3 separate regions of the Mus musculus genome follow, and all the other regions are linked to region 1. Evidence: chromatin contacts called from public promoter capture Hi-C data. All regions are on one chromosome and are shown on one strand. Each heading gives the region's core, a stretch centred on a gene start, on an enhancer-like site or on the middle of the called end of the contact. The rest is flanking DNA. Distances are from core to core; before and after follow the strand shown. Region 1 holds the start of Erp27 (endoplasmic reticulum protein 27). Region 2 holds the start of Gucy2c (guanylate cyclase 2c). Region 3 holds the start of Rerg (RAS-like, estrogen-regulated, growth-inhibitor).

The links. Capture Hi-C pulls out chosen DNA fragments and counts their contacts.
Region 2: a contact with region 1 is called in a promoter capture Hi-C map of liver. The contact joins the promoter of Gucy2c here to the promoter of Erp27 in region 1. A contact is called at or near these places in 1 of 484 Hi-C or Micro-C datasets (stem cell-derived neurons), 1 of 115 datasets of contacts at active chromatin or transcription factors (memory CD8 T cells) and 2 of 9 other capture datasets (adipose tissue and liver).
Region 3: a promoter capture Hi-C map of pancreatic islet shows a contact between it and region 1. The contact joins the promoter of Rerg here to the promoter of Erp27 in region 1. A contact is called at or near these places in 4 of 39 promoter capture datasets (the 3T3-L1 cell line, cranial neural crest, liver and 1 more), 3 of 484 Hi-C or Micro-C datasets (cortical neurons, palatal mesenchyme and uterus), 1 of 115 datasets of contacts at active chromatin or transcription factors (craniofacial prominence) and 1 of 9 other capture datasets (pancreatic islet).

The regions. Positions count from the first base shown.
Region 1 is chr6:136,920,447-136,924,262 of GRCm38.p6, forward strand. It overlaps Erp27 (endoplasmic reticulum protein 27), which reads right to left and starts at 1,734. Exons shown (of 7, transcript NM_026983.2): 1 at 1,583-1,734; 2 at 1,283-1,383. The coding sequence starts at 1,676. It overlaps Arhgdib (Rho, GDP dissociation inhibitor (GDI) beta), which reads right to left. Exons shown (of 6, transcript NM_007486.5): 6 at 3,214-3,816. The coding sequence ends at 3,681.
Region 2 is chr6:136,780,309-136,783,784 of GRCm38.p6, forward strand. It overlaps Gucy2c (guanylate cyclase 2c), which reads right to left and starts at 1,434. Exons shown (of 27, transcript NM_001127318.1): 1 at 1,082-1,434. The coding sequence starts at 1,298.
Region 3 is chr6:137,168,184-137,171,479 of GRCm38.p6, forward strand. It overlaps Rerg (RAS-like, estrogen-regulated, growth-inhibitor), which reads right to left and starts at 1,535. Exons shown (of 5, transcript NM_001164212.1): 1 at 1,297-1,535.

The DNA.
Region 1 (3,816 bases), core at 484-2,983:
GTTAGGAAGCTGGGAGTCCAGTCATTAGTGATGGCCTCTCTCCTCCCACGGACACTACCACTGTAGTCCTTGCTGTGTCAGGACGGCTGTCCACAGAAGCTCCAGGAAGTACACAAGAGTAAACCTACATCTCACTGAGCTAAAGGCCATGTGAAAGGAGAAGGGACGGTTGCTACTCTCGAGTCTGGGATCACAAGACAGAACTGGAGACTCGCTCTTTTGAAAGGAAGAGGGCATTCACTTAGAAGCTGTGGACATTTGTTGGAGGGCTCCCTGGTTTGTAATCTGGGCTTTGGAATTGAATTGCTCAAGGACCCGATGGCTCCATCTGGTGGTCTCTTGTGTTACTACACCCTTCTCATTCTTTGCTCTTTCCTTTCTGAAACTCAGTCCCTTAGCACCAAAACCGGACTCCTGCTGGCACCCCATCTCAGCCATTTCCAGCTGTGTACACGGAATGGACAGGGTGACTGTGGGTTGGAATCAAGGGATGGAAGTAGACAAGAATGTCTGAAGAACGGCTGGATTAGCTGTGAGGATTGCCATCTGCTATTAGCAGAGCGAGAGGGAAAGGCTGGGATGAGACCCTCTTGTGTGTGACTGTCTACGTGTTAGCCTACAGCCAATGAGGAAGCTGTCAGTTATCCTGTCACCTTCTTCAGTATTCGGAGAAGGCGAGAAAGACGAGTGAAGGCCTCCCTATTTTTTTTTTTTTTTTAGCACATCCTGTGAAAAGTGTTTCCAGGTTTTATTGGTTTGGCCTGAGTGTGTGGCATAGTCCTTTTAGACCACTACTCAGGAGGCTGAGGCAGGAGGATTGTCCATGTGAGAGAAGCACAGGCTACACTGCAAGTTCTAGGCTGGCCTTAGTTTTGAGACCCTATCTTGAATAATAAATTAATGAATAAACGAATAAAATTTAAAAGTGCCTCTACTTTCCCTTCCGCCTGTGAGCAGGGTTCTATGGGTCCAGACTCAGGGAGTTTAGGGCATTTAGGACAACGATGAGATTTGACTGACTCCCTGCTGACACCTGCTTTCTTTCAAAGTGTCCACAGGTAAGGAGATTCAGCCATGAGACTCAGAGACCCTGAAGCAAGCGAGTGAAAGACCTCATGCGGAGGGCAGACAGCTTTGAAACAAAAGAACCTTGGATGATAATCTGAAAGCAGAGTGTGTGCCCTCTCACTCCCAAATGTCACTAGCCCAACAGGCCCCTGGATTGACTACCTTAAAGCCAAGATGCCCGATTATGGGTATGCAGGTGGGGTGTATCACAAACCTGGAAGAAGCCTATGACTGCCACTTCAGCAGCAGCGATGAGTTCCACGGTGGCTGGGACGTCTGTGAGCCATATGGGTTCCTGGGTAGTGCTGAGACCATCTGCAGTGAGAGGAGAGGAAGTGTGGGCAATATGCATCTTAACCCAGAAGCGTCTGGAAAATTTCTAGTTTGGAATGAAAGCACGCATGGTATTTTCTCGAGTCCCTGTCCCTGTCTTTTCCTCATGGCAGCTTCACTGTGGCCACACCACTGCCCCACCCCCACCCCTTTTTTCTTTTTCTATTTTTCTTTCTTTTACCCGTGGCTTCTTCCACATCTGCTGTAACCTCTGGAACCAGCCCACACACGAGGACAAACGAGAGGATTAGGCATCTAGACCTGGTGATTTTCATTGTTGCTCTCTGGTGCCCACTGTAGATGTTGAGAGTGGGTGCCAATCCAGGACAGGCTGGTGAACTGAAGTGGTTGTGTGTTATAAGAGCTCTGGGAACCTTGCAGCTGACTCCAGGGGGGAACTTTCACCTTCTGTGATAAGTGGCTCACAGTGGAAGAGCTCTGGAACATATCCAGCCAGAAGGAAGTCGGGTCCGTTCATTTAAATAATAAAAAAAAATATGTAGGTACTCTATGCGGCTTATTGATTTAAGCAGTCTATAAATATGGCTGTGAGCTGACCCAGTGCCTCTCAGCTTACGTTTGTTTTTGTTTGTTTGTTTGATTGGTTGGTTTTGGTTTTTTGAGACAGGGTTTCTCTGTGTAGCCCTGGCTGTCCTGGAATTCACTCTGTAGACCAGGCTGTCCTCAAACTCAGAAATCTGCCTGCCTCTGTCTCCCAAGTGCTGGGATTAAAGGCGTGCGCCACCACTGCCCAGCTCAGCTTACATTCTTGATGGGAGAGGTGAACACAAAAATCCATGATTTAAACATGTATCAGAGAGTGGTAAAACACAGAAAAATTCATAGGCTGCTGTGAGAGACACGGGGAACTCTTAGGGCCATGTGGGATTTGATGGAGGATGTCTGCCTCGAAGTCGCTACAGACAGAGGCCTGGGCGAATAGGCTCTGGGCATCAAAATGTGGAACGGACTTGTGTTGCTTTTCCCTGCTGTGAGAAAATATTTTAAGTGACCAGAGCAACCTAAAGAAGGTGGGGTTTATTTTGGTTCCCAGTTTGAGGGTGCAGTCAATCACAGCAAGGAAGGCACCCGGCAGGGAGGAAGGCACCCTGCAGGAGATCGAGACGGCTGGTCACACTATACCCACAGTTAGGAATGATGATGAGGGATGGTGGTGTTCAGCCTGCTTTCTCCATTGTAATATGTCCCGGCACGGAAGGACACCACCCATAGGTAGGGTGAGTCTTCCCACCTCCATGAACCTAATTTAGAAACTCCCTCACAAGCAGGCCTCGGGGGCTCTTCTCCTAGGTGGCTCTAGAGTCTGTCAAGCTGATGATCACTATTAACCAATCACAAGGGATTTAACGGGGAAGAGCCAAAAATCTAGAGGTGAAAACAGAATGTGAAAGAACTTTAGTCACTGAGAATCATGGGAAGGAAGAGAGTGATCCGTGTGGAGACCATCTTGCGATAGGCCTTTATGTGACGTAATACAATGAAGTAGCGTTGACGCTTCCACTTCTTCATCAGTAGATGTTGGGAGCCCACGAAGCAGGAGACAGCCTGATTTGACCCACGAGTCAAGGCTAAGAAGAGGTTTCTACAGGCAGTGGGGTGTTCATCTCAATCTTAGATGAGGCCATTCTAAGAAAATATTACACAATCAATGAGATTTAGAATGTTCATCCTCTGTATTATTAACATTCACTGACCATTATATTGTGACAACCCGTTGGCAAAGACATACATATCCCCTGTACCATGGCTCTCATCCATACGCCCATGCATAAGACAACTCACAATGTGGGCTTTCTGGTACCATATTTATTTAAGGGCAAAGGAAAGCAAATGAGGTTCTCAGTCACACACACAACGATTTTATTCTTTTCCTTTGGTGTTGTTTACAGTGTCTCCCACAAAAGGAGAGCTCCCCTTGGCAGAGAAGACAACGGGGTTCATCGAACCGGAAGAACCCAGTGGCAAGAATAAACTTCTGAACAGAAGGCCAAGGAGGCGTCAGCCGGAGCTTGCCCATTTCTTGACCTTCAGGACTCAAGGTGGGAGAAGCCAGGGTTTTAAGTCTCATTTGCAGGGAACACTCTGAGAGATGGGGTAAGATAAAACATATTGGTGATGAAATGTGTGTGTGTGTGTGTGTGACAGAGAAAGGGCCTAGCTAGGAACAGGGAGGGAGGAGGGAGTTTGTGATGATCAACATGGTCGGGAGAACTCTTCTGGTGGGTGAGGAAGGTGACAGGAGGGACGGACAGACGCACTCATTCTGTCCAATCCTTCTTAATGGCCAGGTTCCATTCCCAGGTGAGGTGGTCCTGTTTGTCGTCATCCGTGAAGAAGGACTTGTTGTGGTAAGTGCCTCGGGCCAGCATGCCCTTGGGAGCTTCCTCTACTGGA
Region 2 (3,476 bases), core at 184-2,683, 140 kb before region 1:
CATGTGCATGTTATTACACAGCCTCTCAGTTCTACTTAGGTCTACATCAGACTGGCACATGTGCGTCTGAATCTAGTCTGGACACATCTGGGAAGATTACATGCATGCACAGAAGTAAATTCTTGTCACAAGGTTTTAGACAGAAGATTATTATATGCCACCTTTAAGACCAAAAGTAACCATTAAGATGTACCAAGTACCCAGTGACTCAGTAATTCTATTTGTGACAATGGAGTCTCTGGGAATGGAAAAGAACTATATATAAGAAAAAGGATCGTAGCACTGTAAAAAAAATAACCACAAGAAATTAAAAACGATTAGATATTTCTTGAGAAGAGAATTTTTAGATAATTGGGATGGTTTCTAGTCTAAGGGATTCATATGATGACTGAGGTAGCAATGTAGCCCTAAGAAAGTCATTTGCAGGATGATGTGTTGTGACAGAGAAGATGTAAAATCGTCCCTGTGCCATACTAATCACCAAGGTCTCAAAAACAAGACACCGAGAAAGAGTATTCAGGCAGTACAAAATTATTGCAGGCACTTGGTCCTTCTTTACGTGTTTTATGTCAAATTATAAAATTGATTTTTTTTTTACAAATAAAAGATAAGGTCAAGAAAGGCAACAATGAATTCAATCATAAATGTATAACCCTGTCTATATCTGACAGCGAGAGCCACGAGAGGCAGGGAGAGTCTGCACTGCCAGAGGGGAAAAAATCTTTCTATGAATAAGAGGTGTGGAGAAAGGTTCAGTATCTGTATGCCCAGGAGCCTTATGAAATTTCAGATCCAGCCCAAATCTTGCCTCTGAACGGCTACAGAAGGAGGCATGATGTCTACAGCTGGCCAGAAACCCAGATTTAAGTAGGGCATGTCACTGCTGTGAGCACTTTACCTTTTCTTCCAGCAGGGTGGGGTGGACCACAGCTCACTCCAACCCCTCTCCCCGGGAAGGAAAGAGAATGGAGTTCTGAGATGAATTTAGAGGAGTTTGGGTGATTGGGCAAAGTCTGCGAGGTCTCTGCCTTGAAGCAAAAGGTCGTACATAGCAAGAAGGAGTCCTTTCCCATAGTCTTACCGGCTTCACGCAGGCGCTTTCGCACTATGTCCAGTCCTTCCTCCACAGCCTCCCTCAGGTTTTGCATAGGTTCTTTGTAGGCTGAGTTGTCCATCATCAGGACGCTGATCTCGTAGCTGCCATTGCGGCAGTTCTGCCTCACCTGAGAGGCCCAGAACACCATCAGCGCGGGCTGGAAGAGCAGTAACCGCACAGCCAAGCCCAGCAGTGACGTCATGACCTGGCTCACCGTAGCACCATGCCCCCCTGGATTGCTCGCTTTTAGAGACACAGGGAGCCCCTCTGGAGAGTCGCTAGCAGAGTCCCTTGGTCTTCTCTTCCCCACGCACCTTTCTGGTCTTGCCACACTGGTCACACGGGCCGTGAGACTCAGCCTGGCTGCCAGTAATTAGCAGGCACATTATGGTAGGAGGTAAAGCAAAGTTCACTTTGTGTGTTTGCACACAGAAAGGTCAGAGCTATAAACGACAGGATTACCAGGGCCTCATCCAATAAAAATACACCCGTTTGTGACACATCACTGGGAAGAGGGAAGAGAAGAAGGGAGCAGTATATTTTACATATCAGGCTTTATGAAATGGAAAATAAAGGTCGAAGGGCTTACGGCAAGCACAGCAGTGACAGCCCATTAGTACTTCAGCTTTAGCTGCACAACAAAACACAAGCGTCTACTAGGATGAGCTGCGCATCTGCGGTCCAGCCAACCTCCATCTATCAGCTCTTCACTACGGGTTGGATGGTAGCAAGGCTCTGGGGACACAATCACCAACGGTGTGGATGCATGAATGTCCGCTTGGATCACACGTTCATTCTAACGGGATAGACGAACATCAGATGAATGAAGAGCTAAGGTCAACAATGGAGAAAAGAACAGAGCACAGTGGGCATGCAGGGGAAAGTCAACATGAGTCCAGAAGTCAAGGAAGTTTCCCGGAGAGCATAAACGTCCCTAAGCTGAGCTCTGGAGGATAAACGGGCGTTGGCTGAGTGGGAAGGAGGACGGCAGTGTTAGGCAAGAGGATGGATTGTGAAAAGACAGAGGTGGGAAAGGGTGAGGTATATTTGAGGAAACAAGGGATACAGCTTGGTTGACATGCTGTGGCGTCGGGTGGTAACAGAAGGCATCAGAGGACTAGGCAGAGGTATGACAGGGACTGGGAGTTCGGACTATATTCTAAAAGTCAGAAAGAGCACTTGACATGGTCAATTTTTATTTTTTCAATTTGTGATCTGAGGATTTAGCTTAGTCCCCCACGTAAGTCAAATGACTTCTAAACAATGTATGTGTGTTCATATCATGGTGCACATGTAGAGAGAGGTCAGAGGGCAGCCTTGAGTGTCAGCATTAATGTTCTACCTTGAGACAGAGTCTCTTGTTCACAGCTGTTTGTGGTAAACTCACGCATCTGGGTGGGATCTCCAAGGAGTCTCCATTCTCCCCCTGAGGCCGTGCTGGGATTCCATTTGTGTGCTACTGCATCTGACAGTATGTGGAGTCTGGGATCCAGGCTCAAGTTCTCACTCTTGCGTGGCAAGCTCTCTACTTACTGAGCCAGTTCCACAGCTGGTCACGTGACTTTTGAAAAGCCCACTCACGCTGTCAAGGAAGAAATGTCCCGGAGAGAGGCAAACAAAATCAGAGCCTTTATATAAGGCTTCTGTTTCTATGGTACCCGTGAGTCAAAGCGGGGAAAGGCAGAAGCAGGAGATGGGCTCAAAAGGTCTAAAAAGAGAATCAACGGGACCTGGTATTTTCTTGAATTTGAGATCCCAGGGAGAGGGAGGACTCAAGGGTGATGCCCAAAGGTGTTTGCTGATAGTTAAAATCCTGAAAGTCCGCGGGTTTAAAAGATAACGACTTCCGGCTTGGGACAGGTGGATTTGGTATCTGCCTGTGCAGCTGCGAGAAGAGGACCTGTACTTAACAGGGGGTTTAGGAGTTCAACAGAGGCACTGGCTGGTGGGTCGGACTTCATTGTTTTCAATGTTGACTTCCAAATGTGAAAACTGAACGAGTTAACTGGCATGACACATCTTTCATGGAAGTAATTTAAACCGCATTTTCAACCTTCCCAAGCAAAGTATTGGAACCATGGGGGAATCCGACCAATCTAAAGAGAAGTAAGGTCCCCGCCCCAAAGGAATCTATACGATCTACATTTCAACCCCTCCCAACGTCACTTGAATGGCCTTTCTGGGGTGTCTATTTTCTAGCTGGTGGTATCCCCCTTTGCAGGACCCCAAGGGGATGGCCTTCAACAGAACACAGCTTTTGAACAGACCCTGAGGGTGACTACAGGTAGGAGTTCTGCCTCTTGGCATAGAATTGGGACCGTCTGGTTCCTTTGCCTCAGCCTAACTAGTACGGGTGTTTAGTAAAAGGAGGACATTTTGT
Region 3 (3,296 bases), core at 285-2,784, 250 kb after region 1:
GCTCACGGGTCTCACATAGGAGAAATTAATTATGTTAGTTAAAGTGTCCCATTTGTGATGTCATAAAGTGTCCCCATTTATGACGTCATAAAGATCCAGCTGCTTAATGTCAGCCGCCTAATATGTTTAGGGAAAAGGGGGGGGCGATGCAACGCTGCCCTCTAAAGATGCCTTCACATTTTATTTCCCCATGAAAATTTGACGGAAACCATCAACGTGTCAATTGTTGTCATAGTAACCTACAGGCAAGTATCTGTTGAATTAACCAGAGACCTTCTATCCCTCAGATCTGAGGAAACTCAATGGTTCAAACACAGGAACTATTCCTGCCGTGGCCTGAAGTTCACTCTCGGAGCAGATTTGCTTTCCCGGAGGCAAAACCAAACAAGTTTCAAGTTTCCATCCTAAAATCACACCTAAATATTTAGGGGATGAAAGGCGTTGCTTTTCCGTATGCATGAAGTCATCAGAGGAAACATTAGAGTGAAGGAAAGACGTGTGTTGTTTCATTTGGTACTACTGACCAATCGTCGAATTCATTGACTCCCTCCACACTTAGGTGTATACTAACCAAAGAGGCTACCTGTGGGGACTCTGTTAGACCTACGACAATTGCGTTTCTAAAGCTTCATCCATCTGTTTATTTACTTAGCAAAAGGTTTTGCTCCTAATAAATCATTTCGCAGACTGTGTTTATCAAGGTCAGAGTTTTCCACTTCCTCTTGAGGCGAGTGGGGGCATCTTTATAATTACATTTTAATGCTTTTATGGCCTTCTAAAAAGAAAAAGAAAAAAAAAAAAAAGAAAGAAAGAAAGCAAAGCACAGCTGTCCAAGACAGCAGTGAATCCAGTCTGATGGTGGTGGAGTGAGATCGCTTCTCTCTGGGTCAGACCTCTCCTGAAATCAAGATTTCTCAGTTTCTCTGCTAGGAATTTTCCTTCATCTTATCACAAGGCAACAGCCACACCAAAGAGGTTGTGACTGCGCAAGCCCCCCGGCTGGCTCGCTACCCTGAGATCAACAGGTCCTGCAGCCAGGAGCAAGCCCACAGTGGGCTGCATGTTCTGCAGCTCACAGGCTCCACATAAAGAGCAGATGTCCCCTAATTCGGAAGGACGCCTTAGGCGCAGGACGCGCTGTCAAGCCTGGTGGCTGGCGTTCACATCTCTCAGGAGAACCCCAAAGTCGCCCTTAGGGAGGGACCCGGAGACCACCGGGACTCACCCAGGGGCTGAGCCCTCAGGGGCTCGTACCCTGTCCTCAGGGAGCCACCTGGACACGTGCGTGTCACTCACCTGTTCACTGTCCAGGCCGGGGAGACAGCCGCGGTCCTCTCCAAGTTCGCAATCCGCCCGCGGAGACTAGGAAGCTCTCCCACCCTGACCCACGCGGGCTACAGGAGGCGTTTGAGAGTTGGGGGGCCGCGATTGCGGTTGGGAGTCGCTGGGGCTGCAAGTGCGGTGCCCGGACGGGGTCTCTTCCCTCGCGCTCGCTCAGACTAGCAGCGCAGAGACTGCGGCAGGACGCGAGCTCCGGCCAGCCGCCGCTGCGCTCCGCCACCAAGATGCTGCAGTGAGGTGCCCGGGCGCCCCCTGCTGGACCAGTCTGCGAGCCGAGCGCCTCACAACCCAGCCTAGCTCAGCGCCAGGCCTGCAGGCTTCAGCTAAGTCCTTTCTTGATTAAAAAGCATCACTTACGCAGTGTTCTCTACGCCTTTTTTCAAAGGATCTTGCTAATACGCCCTGGGAATGTGTTCAGTTATCTTCATGATATTCGAGAGGAAGCAGAGGATTTTTAAAAAAGATAGAAATAAACGGGTCCAAGACTAGTAAATGGCTGGGAGAAAATCCGGAAAGGATCGGAAACAAATATACTTCCAAAGATATAAACACCAAATTTAACCGAAATTCATATTTGTATATATGAGAAAGTCCCCGGTGTGCTCTGTTCCCTCTGGAAGACCAGCATTTATAAGATTTGCTTTGGCGTCAAACCCCATCCCGTTCAAACCTCAACAAAGATAATTAACATGCATGCTATGCTAAGCTAAGCAAGACCTGCTTACATCCCCCATCTCCTTTGATATTCACCTCCCTGGAGGTAAGCATGGCTATTGTAATTGCTGGTCTTTCGGAGGGAAAGGAGAGCTTCTGAGAGGTTAAAGGATTCCCAAAGACGATGGTGGGCATGAACAAAGCAACAGGAAATGTCTATGCCTTTCTCCTTTTTCATTCCAAAGCTGGGTTTTCTTACCAGGGTATCTGGTGACTCACTGAAAGCGAGGCTAGGCAACAGGAGCAGGCAGGGGCCCAGGGCGATAGGAATAATCAGTGGAGCCACTCTGGTGGAAGAAAGTCTCTGCCCCGTGGAGGCAGAGACTTGGCAGGCAGGGTGGATGAAGAGGTTGGACTTGTGATAGCCTCAGCATGTGTCCTGATAACTCACTGAGAAACCTTTAACACACCACATCCAGCGTGAATTTCCAGATCCCCCCTCCCCGACTTCCTGGGGACCCCAGATCTGACCTACAGTGACACTCCCTCCCACATGCCCCAGCACCCTGCCAGTATTGGGCTTGCTTTGCATTCTCTCAAGTTTCTCCTTGTTCTGCTAACCCTTGACATTCCAGGGGCTGGAAGAGTGGGGGAAGAGTACTGTGTGTGCACCCATGCTCTCCCCCTGTTGCAGGGCCTGCTGCACAATGATCAAACGGATGCAACAAGACCATTTGAGACATGATACATCTAAATTGTTTATCCACTGAACTTGGAAGAGCTATTTAGTGTGGACTTGAAGACATGGGTCCCGTCCTTGAGAAACAGCGATTTCAGCATCTCGGAATACAAACGGTCTTAGAGCCTACAGTAAGAAGACAAATTATATTTGTAGACAATGCAAAATTCTATAAAATTCAAATTGTGTGGAATTTTATAGCATTAATATCGTCAAGTTTCAACCTACCTTCTTTTCCTGTCATGCTTTGTAGAGCAGTACTTGATAAAAATGTCTATAAAGATGATACATTTTAAATATATGATATTTGCAGTATCTATGATTTATGTCTAGGATAAAAATTAGAATATATATATAATGTATATACAATATATATGTATATACTTTTACAATGACTTAAGTCTGAGTTTCTATTATGCCTTTCCTATCCAATAGATCTCGCTGAAGAGGTCACAAGCTCACAAGCCAGGTTTCATGGGAGCAGCCTTTCTCATCTTGTCCCATTAGCTGTCTCTCCATATCCTCTTGTATAGCCCTTATAAGCCAGCACTCCTCTCTCAAT